Regions from separate parts of the Sorghum bicolor genome. Here region 2 is linked to region 1. Evidence: chromatin contacts called from public HiCAR-type data. All regions are on one chromosome and are shown on one strand. The core of a region is the stretch at or near the end of the contact, and the rest is flanking DNA. Distances in the headings are between cores, read along the strand shown.

Evidence for each region. HiCAR-type assays count read pairs that join an accessible place to other places.
Region 2: a contact with region 1 is called in a HiCAR-type map of leaf, with 9 times the contacts expected there. The contact joins the promoter of LOC8070396 here to the promoter of LOC8080905 in region 1. A contact is called at or near these places in 2 of 4 Hi-C or Micro-C datasets (leaf and leaf mesophyll) and 1 of 1 datasets of contacts at active chromatin or transcription factors (leaf).

What each region holds. Positions count from the first base shown.
Region 1 is chr7:6,465,915-6,471,165 of Sorghum_bicolor_NCBIv3, reverse strand. LOC8080905 (vacuolar protein sorting-associated protein 18 homolog) reads right to left here and starts at 1,963. Exons shown (of 23, transcript XM_002443903.2): 1 at 1,627-1,963; 2 at 1,321-1,533; 3 at 1,102-1,241; 4 at 922-1,017; 5 at 580-647; 6 at 377-478. The coding sequence starts at 1,798. It overlaps LOC8069680 (double-strand break repair protein MRE11), which reads left to right and starts at 3,044. Exons shown (of 22, transcript XM_021465549.1): 1 at 3,044-3,111. The coding sequence starts at 3,044.
Region 2 is chr7:6,628,675-6,633,925 of Sorghum_bicolor_NCBIv3, reverse strand. It overlaps LOC8070396 (zinc finger BED domain-containing protein RICESLEEPER 1), which reads right to left and starts at 2,346. Exons shown (of 5, transcript XM_021464980.1): 1 at 2,195-2,346. The coding sequence starts at 2,331. It overlaps LOC8069689, which reads right to left and starts at 5,125. Exons shown (of 5, transcript XM_021464982.1): 1 at 4,679-5,125; 2 at 4,450-4,545; 3 at 4,272-4,320; 4 at 4,039-4,168; 5 at 2,615-3,033. The coding sequence starts at 5,077. The coding sequence ends at 4,071.

The DNA of each region.
Region 1 (5,251 bases), core at 714-3,213:
GAGAAGCTCAAGTAGCAACATTTGGTTATGAAGTTCAAATTTGCTGCATCTTTGGAGTCGAATAAGCAAAACATCAAACTGGTACCATCTTATATGATGTACTCCTGCTCCAAATAGAAGCTGATGATAGCTAACTCATATCGCAGTATCAGTGTTCAAAGCTAATTACAAGTGTTGAGATTTCAACAATGTGCAATCTACATATATGGCAAGCAAGATGCTATTACACATTAGTAGTCAGAGTTCAATAGTATAACCATGTATTCCCAAAAGAATATTTTGCATTTGGGAACGGAGGGGTAGATTACATGACTAATGAGCCAAGCCAAGGCTTAGCCAACTTGTACTAGAGTATAAGGTTAATTCAGTGGTTCACCTGTGTTGTGCCCCAAAATTCAGTTCACCATGATAAATTCCAGATCCAGAAAGCCATCCAAAGTGTTTAGCCCTTCTTTGTTTGATAAAGAAATGTAGTTCACTGGGTGGCATCAAATGGGCACATATGTTAGAAACACACAAAAATACTGTGTATAAATGCAGCTTCCTACTCTTGAGCACTGTAGAAATCACATTGGTTACCTATTAGGTATTTCTCCTGGGAGCTCCATGAAGTGTATGGCACGATCGGAATAACTAGCAAAAACAGTCTGTGCAGTATAGTTGTTATTAGAGACATCACAAATTTCAATACAAAATACAATGGAAAGCCCTTTTCAAACAAAATGTATAATGTGTGATGTTGCTCTCCAAAAAATAAAGCATTCAAAGTCAAAACATAAGCACCACATCATTTGAACATAAGCACTGACACTGACGAGGACATCAAAGACTCAAGCTAGCTAGCAAACTCTCCTTCCCAAGTAATTTAACCAGGATAATCCCTCAACATACCAATCAAAATGCATGAGAATTAATACTTACTTCTAGTGAACCAATGCCAGTAAAAGAGTAGAGCCGTGTCGGAGTGACAGCCATGACATAGTATCTTGTGGAATTTCCAACCACAGCAGTCTCCATCTGCACAACCAACTGCTCAATCACGGCCACTAAAGTGAAAGCAGAAGAATGTATTTAGCATCAGCAATCGACAGTATCTGAAACCTGCAGGTCCTTGATGCCCTCCCTTTGCTCAGTGAGCTCGAAGAGCGGCTTGACATACTTCTCCCTCTTGTCAGCCTCATCGACGGCCATCTCGAAGATCTGGCCGCTCTCGGTGCCCAGGATCACCTCCTTGGTCGACGCTGCAGCACCCACAATCAGACGATCATCCAATAGATGATGATGATGATTGAATCGAGAGGAGGGGGGATCGGGGACCACCTTCCGTGATGGACTGGCGGTTCCAGGCGACGGCATTGACGAGGAGGCCCCGGAGGCGGGGGAGCGGCTTGGGTCGCGGCCACCTCGCGTGGTGGTAGTACGTCTCGACGCCCCCCGGGTGGACCACCGTGGCGACGCAGTGCTTGCCGCCGGGGTCCAGGAACACCCGGTGCACGGAGTGGTCGCCGGAGCGGCCGCTCCCGAGGTCGAGATCTGCAGGAGGTGAGAGTATGCGGGGCGGTGAGGCGATGCCGGGATGCAGAAAGGGGGAGGGGAGGAAGCGCGAGGGTGGGGGGGAGACTTTACCGTGGGCGTCCTCAAAGGAGAAGTCGTGGCGGACGAGCCAGCCGCGGGAGGTGCCGAGGACGATGACGTCGCTTCCGGCAGCCATGGAGGTGACGACGCCGTGGCCCCGCGCGGCCTGGCGCTCCAAGGGGTCCACGGAGAAGAGCTGGCCTCCGCCTCCGCCGGCTTCCATGGCTGGAGCTACGGGGGTTGGGTCAGCGAGAGTTGCTGAGGCCTGAGCGAGAAGCTGCGGAGCGGAGGCGGTCTAGGTCCGCCGGCGCCGACGGGCGGGGCGGGATCGCTGCGGCGGTCGCGTCGCGTGTGCGGGCTCGCCGACGACCCAGAGCCGAGGAGCCGATCGAGACTCTGGAGAGGGATGATGGATCGCCGGCGCTGCTGGGCTGTGGGCCGTATGGGCCTCCACGTTCCCGTGGCGCTTCATCCGATCCAAATCCGTTCTGAGCCCAGGCCCAAAGTTCAGATCACGGGATGGCGTTGGCTTGTACTGGAAGGTTACCCGCTCCCGCACTCTCGCGTCGCGAGCTTAGAGCATCTCCAACCATTATGCATTTGAAGTTATGCATTTTAGGCAAATTGCAAACCCCCAAATGAAAATGGCAAGGCTAAAATCGGGTGATCTCCAACCGTTATGCAAAATGCCAAGTCCATCATATTTTTTTTCAGGAAATTTTGTTTCGCGGCACTCCTTCCCGCGCGGCCAATCGATCCCGCGCCAAACAGCCGCACAGTACCGATCGTGAGCTGCGCAGTTCGTCGTTCTCGTTCGCAGTACCGATCGCAGTACCGATCTCCCGTTCCGTTAGTTCCCGTTCACCGTACCAGTTCGTCGTCTGTTGGCCATCAGTTCGTCGTCGTACAGGTTCGCCCCTTGGCTCGATCTCCATCAGGTCCTGTTCCCCATCAGTTTCCGGTCACCGCCATCAGTTCGTCGTCAAGGCAGGTCGCCGCCATCAGTCAAGCCGTTGCGTCGTAGATTCGTCCTATCGCGCGCTGCGTCGTCCTATTGTGCGCTGCTTCGTCCAAACGCGCGCGCGAAGCTGGCGAAGGAGGACGCGCGATGCTTCTCCTATCGCGCGAAGTGGTGGTGGCGCGAAGGGAAACCGCGCGAAGGGAAGAAAAAAGCCCGCGAGGTGGAACCGAGAATCCCGTGATCTTTATTTGCATAGCCGGACTCCTTTGGCATATATGCCAAGTTTCCCCCTCCAAATGCATAGCTATGTAAAATACAAAGTCCAAATGCATAACGATTGGAGGGGTTTTTTTTGGAGTTTTATGCATTTCGGTAAATGCCAAGTCTATTTGCATAATGGTTGGAGTTGCTCTTATTATACCTGCAACAGAAGCGAGGAGCTTGCAGTAGAAGCCTTCGAGCTGACCAGTGACTCAGTGAGGCACTCTGGGCTTGCCGCATCACCGGATGGCTGGATCTCCCCGGCCGGCGCCGGCGACGGGGCCGGCGACGACGACGGACGGCAGCGCCAGGATGTGAGTGTGCCCTAGCTCTGCTAGTAGCTGATCGATCTGCCTGCAGGCCGGCCGCCGCGCGCGGCGCGTTGCTGTGTTAATTAGCTACTAGATTGATTGGTTAGAGAGTTCGATTAGCTAGGGCATGCATGTGCAGTTCAGCGCCCTTCCTCTGCTAGCTGCACTACGATCTGATGCGTTGTTTTTTGTTTTGTTTTGTTTTGGCTTTTTCCTTCAGGCTTCAGCTAGCTCTACTACGATCTGATGCGTTGTTGGTTCTTCTTCTAGAGTTCTAATTTGGAATTTAGGATCCTGGTTCCTCCACCATATTATATCGATGTATATATCTCAGCCTACATCAGCAGATTTAGAGTTGTATTTGATTTTGCATTTTTTTTTACACATATATATACCACGCACCTTGACAACCTCGATTTCTTTAAATTTTCCTCGCGTCGTTTCATTTTTTTTTCGGCTTTATTATATTTTATCCATTTTGCCACTATGCGACTTCTTATCTCCATTTCATCACTTTTTCGACCAAGGCCTTGTTTACTTCCCAAAAAATTTTGCAAAATTTTTCACATTTCCCGTCACATTGAATTTTTAGACGCATGTATGGAGTATTAAATATAGACGAAAATAAAATCTAATTGCACAGTTTGGTCGAAATTGACGAGACGAATCTTTTGAGCCTAGTTAGTGCATGATTAGACAATATTTGTCAAATACAAACGAAAATGCTACAGTGCCTGTTTTGCAAAATTTTTTGGAACTAAACAAGGCCCAAATGAATATACCAGAATCGTATTTCGGAGTATATGAGACCAGAGGCCGTAAGCATGTAGCAATAATGCAGCGATCTATCCCCCTCACGGTGCTCCTTTAATTTCGGAGTATATGAGACCAGAGACCGTTTGCATGCACTCATGATTAACTTCCACATTATGAGTAGGTTTAAAAAAAAACTTCCACATTATGAGTACGTAGTTATTTTTGTGGAACTTCCATAATGACATGTATAAAGCTAAACTCACCAGATAAATCAATACCAAAATCATGTTTAAATTTTCTTTTCTTCTTACCATCATATATATGTAGTTATCTTTATTATACAACAAGGAGTTGGGATGTCAGTGACTTTTGTCCAAACTATCAAAAGACTGCTAACGGGTATGTTGGATTAGGACAGGATCTATCACAACGCCGCTCATTAACCAATCCTTTTCCAATCCTGTTTCGTCGGTGCAACGACCTTACACGTGATTGCTGCTTATATATAGTTAAGAATGTTGGCTTCCCTGCTGCCTCCAGTCTCTCCTATCTTCAAAACCTAAGGCCTAAGCTACCCTATCAATCTTTTAGGCCTTGTTTAGTTCTCAAAATTTTTCAAGATTCTTCATCACATCGAATATTTGGACGCATACATAGAGCATTAAATATAAATAAAAAAATAACTAATTATACAGTTTGTCTGTAATTTGCGAGACGAATCTTTTGATCCTAGTTACTCCATGGTTGGATAATGATTGTCAAATACAAACGAAAGTGCTACGATAGCTGAACCCAACAAAATTCACGAACTAAACAAGACCTTAGAATTAAGGATGTTGATAGAATTTTAGTCCTGTTGTGGCTTGATAATTTGTAACATTCCTTCCCCACTCTCCTAGTATGTCTGTTCAGTTCTTGGCTTCGTATAGCCCCTCCACAACCCCCCTCCTTCTTCTCTCTTTGTAAGTATAAGCTCTGTACTTGTAACCTCTGTTTTGGTTTTATAAAAATTCACCGTAAGGATCTCCCCCATGGTATGTTACGTCAAAAATTGTATATTGTGTTTTGCATATACATATTAGCAAGTTTAAATGCATACATTACACACACTTTTTTTTCCATATAGTAAATAATGTGTTGATAATAACTTGCTTGATATTGATTTTTCCATTAATAAGGCTGACATCACTTTGATTTTCCAGTTTGGTTTCATACAATATGTTGCCACCCTTCTCTCTCTCTCTCTCTCTCTCTCTCTCTCTCTCTCTCTCTCTCCTATTTTTCTTTGTTTTTTGTTTTATATTCACGTTTGCCACTAGTCTGCTTAGTGTCATAGCCATCGATCATCAGATCATTCACAATGAACTAGTCATGGGATATATACTTA
Region 2 (5,251 bases), core at 1,097-3,596, 160 kb before region 1:
GCCTCCGATGTGGCAGTCCTAGAACCACTTGTGCTCCGTCTCGACCAGGAGCTGCCCCACGCTGAGGGAGGACACTGCCGTGCAGGGGCAGGCCAGCGGTGTCCCGTGGCAATTGCAGCAGCAGTGGTGCACACCCCACTCTGTCATGGTGGCAGCAGCCCATGCCCAGCTGGCGACACGGAGGCTGCCCATGGAGAGGTCGGTGGAGTCCCCGAGATTTGTTGGCCCTACCAGATTAACCCTCACCTCGCCGCCCCTCCCTCCTCTTCATCCAATGGTTTGGGTTGATAGCATCTGTTCTCCAGTTACTCAACCAGCATCGGAGAAATGCAAAAGGCCTTGCAATGTTATTCATTCTAGAAACTGCAGCTCACAGAGTCTCCCCTCCCACAGTTATCGCTCCCCCAGATATACAAAGTTTCATTCGTTCCTGAAAATACTTCTCCTGTTTCGGTTAATTCCATGTCTGCACTCTTTCACCTGACAGCTGAGTATTGCTTCACCAGTAGTTGGTTCAATCATTCTAAACAATCCATCACATGGTTAGTGCTGTTACTTAAAATCAGTAGTGGGAAACTGTGGTTGTACTGAGATGCTACACTCGGTTCCCACTTCCTGGCGCTTTTGATACCCACCGCAAATTAACAAAATTCTAAGAATCAGCCAAAAAATGGAATTTAATTCTAAGCAAAAGTTTCCATGTCCAAAAAAACAAAAAAAAATGAATTGAATCAAATTCTAGGTAACCCATTTCTAGTGGAATCTAATTGCTATAATCATCTTTGTTAAAAAAAATCTATAACCATTCATGGAATGAGATACAATTACAGGTATCCAAACAGCCCCATATAGAAATGATTTCTCAGTCAAGCATCCGACATCTTGTTGTGCAATTCAGTGTTGATAATATTTATTTCCGTAAAAGGCCCATTCAACTGTCATGTAACACCAATACAGATATGCATATCTGTACCTGTCATTTGAAAAAAAATGTGGACACAATTCAATTTTGTTTAAAAACACAACACAGCAAGGGATCTGTGAAGAAAGGAATGCAAGCGTGCCACCACACCAGTCAAGGGAAGTCGCAGAACCTGGTGTAGAGATTTGAGGATCGAAGCGAGCAGCAAAGGTGGGATCTAGGTAGGGTTAGGTTGGAGCTGGACGGGTGTTGGGGGTGAGCTTGCTGGATCCCGCTCAGTTCATCATCTGGGCTCAAGTGAGCTCTGGAGGGAGTTTTCGCTCAGGATATAGAGAACACCATCCACGCAACCACTCATATGGCCCAAATTGTTAAGCCATTTGGCTGCTTGGGATATTTGAAGTTTGCAGCGCTTATTTTCAGGAAAATGATGGCAGCAGCACTTTCAAAGTTTTCTTTTTGGCAAAAAATTAGAGATGTTCTTGCCAAAAGATAAAACAAACTACACCGACACTCACTGTTTAAAAAGGGGCTAAACTTGTGAGAAATCTGATCGATCTACGTATTTTCAAATAAAACACCCCGCCAACAATGGGCTGATATTCAACTCCATGTAACTCATACTCACACTCATGCTGTTCATAGCAATGTAGTGGAACCAGATCAAGAAAAAAAAAACAGAAATGCAGATGCCACACTACCAGCGCTGAAACTGAAAGAAAACTACAGTTTAACTTCCTGGAGTTTGTGCTTCAGAGTTCATAATGAACTATATTTCACTAAACTTGGCTAATTTATCAAAAACAAAGTACCAGAAAGAGAGAATCCTTCGAACTTGTAACTTACTGCTTAAACTTATGTAAAAAAAAAATGGATCATATGTACTCTATACTCTAGACCGGTAGACACCCATAGCCGATATGTACATACCAAATTGTAAAATACTAAGCGAGACTAGCAGCACTGGGGCCAGTCTTCATAATAATGGAGAAAGAATTGGGCTACAAATTGTAAAACAGATCGAGCAAAGCGAAAAATCGATCGCCCCAAAAATCCTCACTTAATTACGGAATAAAATACAAGGTATGCGGCGCCAAGAAGGTGGTGGGGATGGCACCCGCGCAACCCCAGCACGGGTCCCCGCCGCTAGCGACTCCCGGCGGCGGCCAGGGTGGCGGCGGCCGAGAAATACGAGATGGGCGCGCAGTACTTCGGCGGGGAAGGGGATGACGCGGAGGATAAGATGGGGAAGGGGAGCTAGAGGTGGCGCACCTGGATCGACGGACGTCATGCGGGAACGGCGGCGGCGGCGGGGCCTTTTCCTCTCTGCGGGAGCCGGAAGCGGACAGCAGCGACCCGACGTGCCCAGGGACCAGGGTAACCCAGTCCGACCCGCGCCCAACCCGCATTTGCAGTGAACCCAACCCGGCCCGGCCCGGTAGCGGTTGAAACCCATTTCCACTCCGCCCAGTGACCCAGCCCATACAACTCATTTTGGCCCAATCCACGCATTGTGACGCTGTTCAGTTCACTGCATCGTAGCAGCACCTGACCTGACGGACGAAACCAACCCAAGCATTGTGATAGCAGAAGACGGGGAATTAAAACCGTATCCAAACTGCGTGGCTAATCTGCGCCTTTAGACTTCTCATTCAAACATAGCAACTAAAACATCTTACGAAATCAATTGAGTGAAAATCAACTGGCAGGTACGAAATGAAATTACCCCTGCTGCTTCAGGAGAACAAACCAAGAGCTGAAGTTTTGGTTGTGAATTGACATACATACACAAACTGATCATTCAGGCTTCAGGAGATAGCTAATGTACTACTAGAACAGACATGATTCAAATCTTAGATGTTCTGATCCTGGAAGGTACATCGACAGTAGCATCTTACGTATGGGATGCACAAGAAATGCAACGAAGCAAAAAACAGGTTCCAGGAATCGGAGTAACTATTATTCATTTTTTCGGAATATCTGAAAAAATGAAGATGTAGCAAAGAACTATATCATGTACTCGTGCAACGGTTGTATTATGTGCATGTCCCTGCTGCGAAGCCGATCGAAGAACTCAACAAGCTAACCTCAATTGATGTGGATAACGGCACCTGGTCAAGAATAAACAAACAAGCATCAGCCAGGTAGGGATTGACTACTACATGTAACAAAAACATCAAACATCAAACGAGAAGCTGGCTATCAGTGTCCTAAGGAACTGTAACAATGCCTGCCATTATAACATTTAATTATTGATCAGTTCTGATAAAAATTGGCAGGAAGGACCAATAAGGTGGGTATTTTTAGAAAACTAAGAATATCTGGCAAACCCATTTGTTTGAAAACTTGATTTGACCAACACAACATCGATATCAAAAAAAATCCCAACATCATTAGCATAATGCCATAACGACACCTTCAAGCAAAAAATGATAGTGCCTCTTCCAAGCAAAAAACAGATCCTTCATATATGTTATTTGCCTACAGTGTTATCATGCTGGAATTGTTGAAAGTGCAATTGCTACATCCAATAAATGACATGGTTCTGATTTATGAAAATAAATCATAGGAGTTCGGACTTTGAATAAAAAAGACATTGCCCAAAAAAAGTCAAAGTCAAGAATATTCTAGCTCTTGACATGGACAAGTTCCTCTCACCTCTCTTTTGACCAAATTCACACCAATGAAGTCAGAAACTCTTATTTGACAAACTGGCTAGTGGTTATTCCGAAATCAAAATTCCTAACAATGTTCTCAAAAGCAAATCAAGACGGTGAAGCAAATTCAGTATCCAAGTTTTTTTTCGCAACATACAAACTCAGAGCGCATGGTTGTCAACCAGCAGTATAACCAGCTACAAGTACAGCAGTGAGCAGTGTGGTAACCCACATTGGTTCGTCAATGAAGCATACGAACAACACTAATATAGTACCAGGACATCACAACACTACCCCACCACCCCAGCAGGACGATCTAGCTCCAGGCAGGGCCAGAACACTAGAGCAGTACCCATCATCCATCAAATGTACGCACTACTCCTTTTGACACTATAAACAGTCACTAGAAATATCAGATATACGGCAGTGAACAACATGTGGATAAATGATTTTACCTACTCAGTTGGTATGAACACAACCGGAATCGCTGGCTAAGCTGATGGTGTAGCGGAGATGTTGTAGCGACTGCGCAAGCCATCAATAGTCCTCTCCGCAGACTTCGCCATCTCAGGGACGGTCACCTTGCACACTGGTCGACACCACCAAAGTTAGAACACAACATGTTGAAGAGAGAAACACATGGAACTGAACTGAAATTCAGAGAAATATGTTGTTTCCGTCTGCAAAAGTACCACGAGATGTGGATGCCTGCACCTCAGCCACGAACTTCTTGTACGAGGTCTGCGATTCACGGAAAAGCACCAGAAAATTCAGAATTCAGGTCAACACAAGCGACCAGCAATAACAGAGTCAGTTACGTCTATGATGGAATAGCGATGGCAAACGTAAGGGAACGAGATCGGGGGGTACCTTCACCAACTCGGCATGCTCGGCGATCTTGTCGGCCATCTTCTTCTGCTCCTTGTCCGCTTCCTCCGCCAGCTGCAGGCAGCCGTGGGACTGCATCTGAGCGCAGGGCACGCGGGGAGAAGATGGCATCAGTCATCACTATCACACATCCACACATGATGAACTCGACGAAGCAACCAAAGGAGAGAGCGAGCGAGATATGCAGATGCAGGGAACGGAGACCAGCTACCTTGACGCGCTTGGAGATGCGAGAGTGGAAGGCCTCGAGGTCGCGGACGTAGTCGCCGTGGAGCGCGTCGAGGCGGCGCTTGAGGGATTCGAGGTGGGACGCGGCGAGGCTCCTCAGGTCTCCGATGGTGGACGTGGCAGCGGGGGCGGCGAGGGGCGAAGAGTTCCTGGTCCCGGGTTTCGCCGGCGGGGACGACGGCGAGAGGCGGAAGCTGAGATCGGCGGCGGCGGCGGCGGCGGCAGGGGACGGCGTGCGGCACGCGGAAGGCGAGGAGACGCCGGAGGAGAGCAGGGAGACGGGGCTGGGCGTCGCCACCTTGGGCTTGGCCCTGGACCTGGGCTTGGCCTTCGGCTTGGGCTTGGAGGAGGCTGCGGTGGTGGTAGCTCTCGGCCTCGCCATGGCCGACTCGGGCTCTCCTGCGATACTACCGTCTCTTCGTGGGTGGAAAGCGTGCAGAAGAAATTTGAAATTTGAACGGTGAGGGGAGCAGAGCACGCTTTATGAACGCAACGGCAGACGACGAACTTGTGGGCTCAGTTCACGTGGGACCCACGGTCAGTGAATAGGCAACCT